Linked DNA regions of Rattus norvegicus: region 2 is linked to region 1. The links are chromatin contacts, called in public Hi-C maps. All regions are on one chromosome and are shown on one strand. Each heading gives the region's core, a stretch centred on a gene start, on an enhancer-like site or on the middle of the called end of the contact. The rest is flanking DNA. Distances are from core to core; before and after follow the strand shown. Region 1 overlaps Adk (adenosine kinase). Region 2 holds the start of Adk (adenosine kinase).

Region 1 (3,997 bases), core at 792-3,291:
AAAAAGAAGGTGGGGTGGGTTGGGGTGGGGCGGCGTTTAAGTGGGAACCAGAAGACCAGTCTCTGCTCCAGCACTGTGATGAATGGGTGTTAACCTGTAACAGATCGGTTGATTCCTGGGACTCACCCTATGCACGACAAAATAGGTATTGGGCTTTAGCTTAGATTCTGTCTTTCAAAGTCAAGCAAATAAACCTAAGTCCCTTGAAGAGAGAGCTCTTTTTCTTCCTCTGCTTTGTAGAGTATAGCAAAGTAGGAGGAAAATCACCTTTAGGCTATCTCTATAAAGTAGTACAGATACGTATTTGTTAATAACTTTGCAACTGTTACCTTTTCTTACACGAATCTCCTGACCATATCTTAATACACCGTTCATATTCCAAGCAATGAGAAATTTATTTGTTTATAAATGAATGTGAATAAAAATGGTTCTATCTTTTACCATTGCAGGTATGTAGGCATGTTCAAAAACAGAAGACAAACTATTCCTGAGTCTCTGTTTACAAATGAAGTTGGTATCTTTCATTCTTTTGATAACTTTATAGAGCTATGATAGATATACAGAACTATATGTCTAGTGTGACGGTATATATGCCTAGTGTGATGGTATATATGCCTAGTGTGACGGTATATATATATGCCTAGTGTGATGGTATATATGTCTAGTGTGACGGTATATATGTCTAGTATAGATGGTATATGTGCCTAGTATGATGGTATTGCTCAGATATAAAATGCAAGTTCCTGGCACCTAGCATTTGTTAAAGGCTTCATCCTTAACTCAGTGTTCAAAAGGGAGACTTCTGGAAAATGAAGGAATCACAGGAGCTCTGCCTTAATCTGTAGAGTGCCCTGCTAACGGATTAGGAATTTAACCATGTTATTGAAAAGTGACACACAGTAGGAAGATCTGAGGCCTCCCTGGAGGTGATATGCTCTTAAAGGGAGTATCTCATAACTGCCTCCTCTCATCACCCTTGTTCCTTCTCTCTCATCTCTTGTCCTCTAAATCTCTGTCACTATCTGGGCTTGTTGGTTTCCCAGAACAGCACCCGCCACCCTGTCTTGCCACAGTCCCACAGTGATGAAGTCAGCCATCCTGGACTGACCAAAGTCTAAGTCTCTGAGCCAAAATAAACTCTTTAAATTGTCTCTCATGGCACTTTCCTGATGTGTTATGTTCAAACACAGTAACTACCACGGGGGGGGGGGGGGAACACTTATTGAATCAAAGTGGCATTTTTCATATTTTAAGCTATTCCATTTATAAAACTATGATGGCAATGGGGTAAAAACAATCCATAGAAAACTAACAGCCAGTTTCACTATGGGATTATTCAGAGTCAAGCATGAGGTTGGGATTAATCACACCACAACTATAATTGCTTTCCTCGCTAGCTTTAAAATCATCCCCTAGAGCGGAGCATTCAGAGTGGAGAAACAAGCAAAAGTCTGCTTAGAGAAGCAAGTGTCACTGCTGACCAAATCTTTCCCTGTGTGGCAACTGGGTTTTCCAGGGAGTGGTTGGGGGAAGCATGAGTGACTGTTTATGGAATCTGATTCATCAGATTTCAGAAACTAGGGCTATTGTTAATAAAAACATAGTTACTCCACATACAGCAATGCCAACCATCAGTATACCAGAAGCTCTTGTATCACTGAATCAGGGAAACTGTAGGTGAAAGTGAGCTAATGTAAAGTATCCACAGATTTTTTTTTATATCATGATTTGTCAAGGTTATTTTGAAATATACGAATCAATAATAGTGTTTTTGAGAATAATACATGCCTTGTTAATTATATAATTGCATTTTAGGGATTTCTGTCTTGTTTTAGTGTGTAAGTGTATGTGTGTATGTATGTACTTTACATGTGTCTAAGTGCAAATGCATGTATACCACAGCAAAAACGTGGAGGTCGGGGGTCAAGCTCAGGTGCTATCCACCTTGTTTTGATCAGGGTGACTCTCTGTGGTACACACCACTGCAAACAGCAAGCCTGCTGCCCCGCGGGCCTTGGGGAACTCTGCTATCTCTGTATCTTCCGTCTCACTGCCAAAGCTCTGGGCTACAGGCACACACTGTGTTCCACTTGTTCCAGAGTCCCAGTCAGGTGCTCATGCTTGGCAAGCTCTGAATTCACTGGGCTGTCTTCTCAGTCAAAAAACTGTTTCATATCTATATTTCTTATTTTTTAAAACCCTGGTCCTGAGTACAGAGAGATTTCGGTTATTCTTTTTAGTAGATATAAAGTACTTGTTCATATTTATGGGCATCATAAACTTTAACAACTCAATACATGCACACAATGCATTCCAATCAAACCAAGGCGAATAGCATTTCTACTTTCTCTGTGAGAATTTTAGCTATTTAAATTTAAGACACAAATGACATTATTTGTAAACACGTTTCATGAGGAGCTGCTGATAAATTTTTAATTTAAGATTCTGTTCATACTCAATTGGGAGTTTTCATTAGTGCAGAGGTCAAAAAAAAACCCTACATGATAGAAAACAAGTCAAAGTAAAGTCACCCAACTGCCAATACTCGCCAATAAAGAACAGATAAAATTATTCTGATAAAAATGCCGTACTAACACGGGGCATGGTGGCGCACACCTTTGATCCCAGAGCTTGGGAGGTAGAAGCAGGCGGATCTCTGTCAGTTTGGGGCCAGTCTGCTCTACAAAGCTAGTTCTTGAGGGCTTTTACACAAAGAAACCCTACCTCAAAAACAAAAACCCAACAAACAAAATGCCATACTAATCAACAATAAAAAAGGAATTAAATGATACATGCAACAATAATGATCCGTGTCAAAACAAATCAGACAGCCAAGCATAGCAGTGCACGGCTCTCACGCCAGCACTCATGAGGCAGAATCAGACATCTGGGAGTTCAAAGCAAAGCCAGTATGGTATGCAAAGGAGTTCAAACCAGCCAGGGCTACACAGTGAAAGTCTATGCCAAAATAGGGGGTGGGGAAGGAGAAGAAATGAAGAGGAGAAGGACGAGGACGAGGACAAGGGGGAGGAGGAGGAGGGGGAGGAGGGGGGGAGGAGGAGGAGGACAGAAGAATAGAGAGGAGGAGGAGGAGGAGGAAATAAAAGAAGTCTTATTTAAAAGACTGAATCACACATATGGTTTCACTTACTCAAGATTCTAGCGTAAGCAAACTGGAACAACAACAACAACACCTTCTTAACTACTGAACCCTAGTTATTTGGGGGAAAGTATTCTGACATCGACACTTACTCTGAAATGAATCCAAAAATAAATAAACAAACTAATGAATGGCTTGGAGACCAAACCTGAAAGTGATAAAGAAGTACAGTAAAATATGAATGATAAAATCCAGATGTAAATGTGAAGTGCGCTTCATTTTTCCATAGGTATATTGTTATGTGCCAGATAAAATTGTTAGAAACATTTTTCCATAATAAATTGCAAGGAAAAAGATCATTAGTCAAGCTCTAAACAAGGAGGTGAACTGTGCCTTGGACAGCTAACAGACTTTTAAATAAACATTAAAACAAACTAAAATAGCAAATGATTAAACTGTTACACAGCAAACAGTACATAGCACACATGTACTCGCATGTGCAAATAAAGACTAAATTAAGTAAATTAGGACAGATCAGAGTTAGATATTAGTTAAAATGGCTACTGGGTGTAGTGGCTCTCTTCTATAACTCGTAATCTCAGCACTCGCAAACAGAAGATTACGCTGAGCCCAAAACCAGCCTGGACAGCAAAGTTAATTAAATATGAACACTAATAAAATAAGTGTACCTAGTACACTGAGAACTTTGGAAAATCAATATACTTATAAAAGTGATAGAAACCTAATTAATATGCAAAGTGCATGGTGAAACCTACAGATAAAATAAGAATTAAAGTCCTCCAATTCTTCCTTTTACAGTATTGATGCTGACTATTGATGCTGGTATTATATAAATAATACTCAACATTACTAGCATTTTCCTTATTGAAAAATGAG
Region 2 (3,997 bases), core at 766-3,265, 59 kb after region 1:
ACTTGTCCTCCACGGAATCTATAATTAAACTGCACTCACAATTTATAAGCTGTTAAACAAAATGTATTAACAGTTAAACAAAATTGGTAGAAATCTCTTAACTGCCAGGAAAATCATAAGAGTAATCCAGTCCAAATGCACTCTCATTCAGCTATCCTTCATGAAAGGTAAACTAATAAAAGGAGGAACAGTCGACTCAAAGTTCTCTGCATAGCATTAAAGAGCTGTGTCCCCATAGTCAAAACGACTAATCTTTGAACTTCGCCTCTGCAGAAAGCAGTAGGTTAGCATTCTGGGAAGTGAACTTTATTTGACTAAATTATTTACAATTTTAAATAGACAGATATGTGGCTGTTCCATTTTTGGTAAAATTGAGATAATTATAGAAATGTTCTTACCAGGTTGTTATGGCATTGAGTTAAAATATGTAGAATGAGACTGGCATATACATATCTAAGTAGTAAACATTACCATGGATCATTTAAAGAGAAACCAAAGCATGTCTTGGATGTTGTGCAAACACACTAGAACAAAATAATAAGCCTGAACCTCATGCCCTGAGTTCAAATTTTCCTTCCTTAAATGTTTTATTTGAGCTTCCGCACCTATAAAATTTGATTAATCCCTGCCTTTCTTTCATAGAGGCTTTTATACCATTACTTCAGATGGTAAGCACTGTTAAAAGGGATCATATACAAACTCTTACTTTTATTAAAAGAAAAATCTAAGGAGACAGTATCTGTTTTATTTAGTGGGGAGGGGCCAGAGAGCAACAGAAGAATAGGTTCACTCCGTCCACCATGTGGGTCCTGGAGTCTGACTGAACTCAGGTCATCCAACTGGGCAGCAAATGCCTTTATCTGCTGAGCCATCCCACCGGCCCAGATAATCTAAAATTTAAAATAAAACATCCTCAGTTGGTTTTGTTTCTCATGTTTTACGTTTGTAGTATTAGACATGCACAATGACCTAAGAATAATAGGCATACAGTAAAGCCACTAAAAGGGATTTGGTCATCACCATTCCAACCAAGAACATGATTTGGGACCCCCAACTAACCTTTTCTTTTCAGTTGTGAATAAATGTTGTGAATAAACTCTCTTTTTGAACATGATAAAGAGATGTTGAAATAAATGGAATTTGTTTTGTATAATCAGTAAGAGCCCCCACGGTTTTAAATCAGTTTGATGCGTCTATTTTTAGTAGCAAAATCACTGCCTTCCAATGAACACTTCAAAGTCATCAGACACTGAACGCGCCGGACTTTATACTTATTAGGAAGAAATTTCTTTTTAACAAACGGCTTTTTATAAGTGAAAGTCGCAACACCAATTACATGTGCGTCAGGTATTGGGAGAGCTCTCCATTCCTATCAAATATGCAAAGGGAAAAAAAAGAAAAACAAACAAGAACTTTTCTAACCAATTAGCCAAATGCTACCCTAGCAAAGCCTCTGAGGTGAATTGGGGGTCCCTGGGGCGAGGGGGTCTCCAAAGATAATTTCAGAGAGCTGACAGAAAAGGTCAAAACGCTCTGCAACGCCTACTGAAAAAATTCCAAGAATGTTATCTTTTACCAGGGTCCAGGAGGCGCCGGGCGCCTTCCCGCTAAATACCCTAGGAAAGGATGCAGCTCCAAATAGGTCCTTTAGGGTCGCGCTAGCGCGGCCCGCGAAGGCTCGCACGTGGCGCCAGAGGAAGACTCAGCCCCCGGACCAGGTGCTCTGATTGGTCAATGGCTGCCAGGGCCGAGTATGCACCTGAGCAGAGTCCAGAACCAGAGGGCACTGAGGGGAACAGCAGCCACGCGGGCAACTCCCCGAGCTGCAGGTCCTGCGGGTTGGCCCCACGAACGCAGTCACCATCCGGCTGCGCCAGCCCACGTGGGCCTTGGCTCGCTGCAAGTGCCTTCTCCCTCCTCCCCCACGCAGGGTTGCTCTCACCTCAGCGCTTCTGGCGCTTCCACCTTGAGCTTCTTGGGCTTCGGCTCGTCCGCAGCTGCCATCTTCGCACTCTCACCGCGGTTTGGCTCTGCCGCGCGTCCCGCCCCTCAGCCCGGTGGCCCCGCCCCTCTGCTCGTCCCCGCCCCCTTTCCACTAAGCCCCGCCTCCCTGAACTCCGCCCAATCCGTGACTCTGGTCTGTCACCATTGGCTCTACGCGCGTCTGAAGTCCCGTCCCTCCAGGACCTCATTTACTACGGTAAGGGACCCAAAACGCAGTTAGGCTGCGGGTGAGCGCCTGCGCTCAGGGAGTGCCAATCTCCCTGTTCCTCCAGACCCTGAGTAATGTGGAAGATTCAGAGCCTCAACCTCCGGAGACACCGTGCCTCTCGCTGAACGCCTTTCCGCTCGTTGTTTCTTTCTAGTCCCGCTGACCTCCTCGGCGCCTCGGAGGCTGCTAGTCAGGCAGTGTGTTGGGCACTCCAAGCGCGGGGTCCTCGCGGCTTTCTCTGCTGCTTCAGCTTCGGTTCAGAGAGGACCCGGCACCGAATCACTGACTCGCCCAGGTGTCGGGGTGAGTGTGAGGGCGGGGAGTCTCCGGGTTGGAGACATCTCAAAAGCCGGGGAACAGACTGCATAGCTCCGGCTCGGGACTCTCTCTGGGGCTCCAGGAGTGTCCCTGCTGCTGTGCACCAGGGCCGCGCCTTCCCCCTCACACCCGGGCTTCCTAGTCAGCTGGGCCGGAAGGGAGCGGTGCACCTGCCACGTAGGGTTCTCGGACCCTGGACTCCAGGCGCGAGAAATGACATCTACAGTGAGGTGGGGTACCGACGACTTGAACTTGTCAGCCCCCAGGTTTGGCCGTGGAGGGCAAATCCCCCGATGACGCTAAGAGAACGCTTTCTTTATAGGGTGGTGCCTGGACGAGCTAGCCTGGGATGGGGAGACTGTGAGAAGGGTGTAGCAGCTTCTCACGAGACAGGTGACAGGGCTGTAAACGGAAAAGGCGGCTTGGAGTATGGAAGCGTGATGAGTGGATGAGTGGATGTCATGGATTTGTTTAGTACTGAAGCTTTAACTTCCTGGTTGAGAAGTCGGGTCACTCGAAAAGCTTTTTTTTTTTTTTTTCAGCATTTATTTGAGATTTTGGCTTGGAAATACATTACACAGAAGAAAGGAATTTTCTGCAAGCAAATATATAAATCTCCTTCCTTTGTATTGAAAAAAGAAAATGTGCCCCCTTTGTTTTTAGAGAGGACAGGACCTTTACCTTCCCACTGCTATTACCTTCTGTTTCTCAGTGCCTTCTGTCTTTTAAACTTTATTTTTGCATTTACTTGTTTGTTGTATTGTGTGGCATGCCACAAAACACATGTAGTAGAAGTTAGAGGACAACTCCTGGGCTACAATTCTCTCCTTCCACTATGAGGATCTTAGGGATCAAACTCAGGTCCTTAGGCTTGATAGCAGACACTTTTTTTTTTTTTTTTTTTTTTGATGAGCCATTTCAGCCTCCTTTTCCTACTTGCTGCTTCTAGCTAAGAACCATACTGCAATGTCGTTGCCAACATCCTACTGAGTTATCACCAAAATTACTTTAGCCAAGATCGCCGATGTCCATTTGACATCCAATACGACAACCATATATTCTTGGTATGGATTTCAAAAAAAAAAAAAAAACAAGTCTTGGAGCTGGAGAGATGGCTTGCCAGTTAAGAGCACTAGGTGCACTTTTGGAGGACCCAGGTTCAAGTCCCAGCCCTCACTCAGTGACTAACAACTGTCTGTAGTTCCAATGCCACGGGGATCCTACTTCCTCTTCTGGCTTTTCTGGGCACTGCGCACACAATGCACAGATAGACATGCAGATAGAGCACCCTTACAAATAAAATAAAAACTTTAAAAAAAAAAAAACCTACTTGCGAAGCAACAAAAGTTAAACCCTTCTTTAATGCCTAAGTCATAGATGTACTTTAAATAGGCATATGTTACTTTTTTTTTTTCTAATTTGTGTGACCTCGGGTGGGAGATGATGGGGTAGAGATGGCTTAGTAGC

What was found. A called contact is a pair of places that touch in the nucleus more often than the background predicts.
Region 2: a Hi-C map of liver shows a contact between it and region 1, with 4 times the contacts expected there. The contact joins the promoter of Adk here to the enhancer-like site in region 1. A contact is called at or near these places in 2 of 12 Hi-C or Micro-C datasets (frontal cortex and liver).

What each region holds. Positions count from the first base shown.
Region 1 is chr15:3,234,515-3,238,511 of GRCr8, forward strand. The region is part of intron 3 of Adk (adenosine kinase); the gene reads right to left. Among named protein-coding and RNA genes, the nearest start is that of Adk, 59 kb to the right of the region's middle. Within about 2 kb of position 2,042, at least 12 of the 93 cell types and tissues checked have an H3K27ac peak or open chromatin away from gene starts, as enhancers often do. A contact at or near this core is called in liver, where this site is marked.
Region 2 is chr15:3,293,730-3,297,726 of GRCr8, forward strand. Adk (adenosine kinase) reads right to left here and starts at 2,016. Exons shown (of 11, transcript NM_012895.3): 1 at 1,943-2,016. The coding sequence starts at 2,004. Ap3m1 (adaptor related protein complex 3 subunit mu 1) reads left to right here and starts at 2,489. Exons shown (of 9, transcript NM_133593.2): 1 at 2,489-2,515.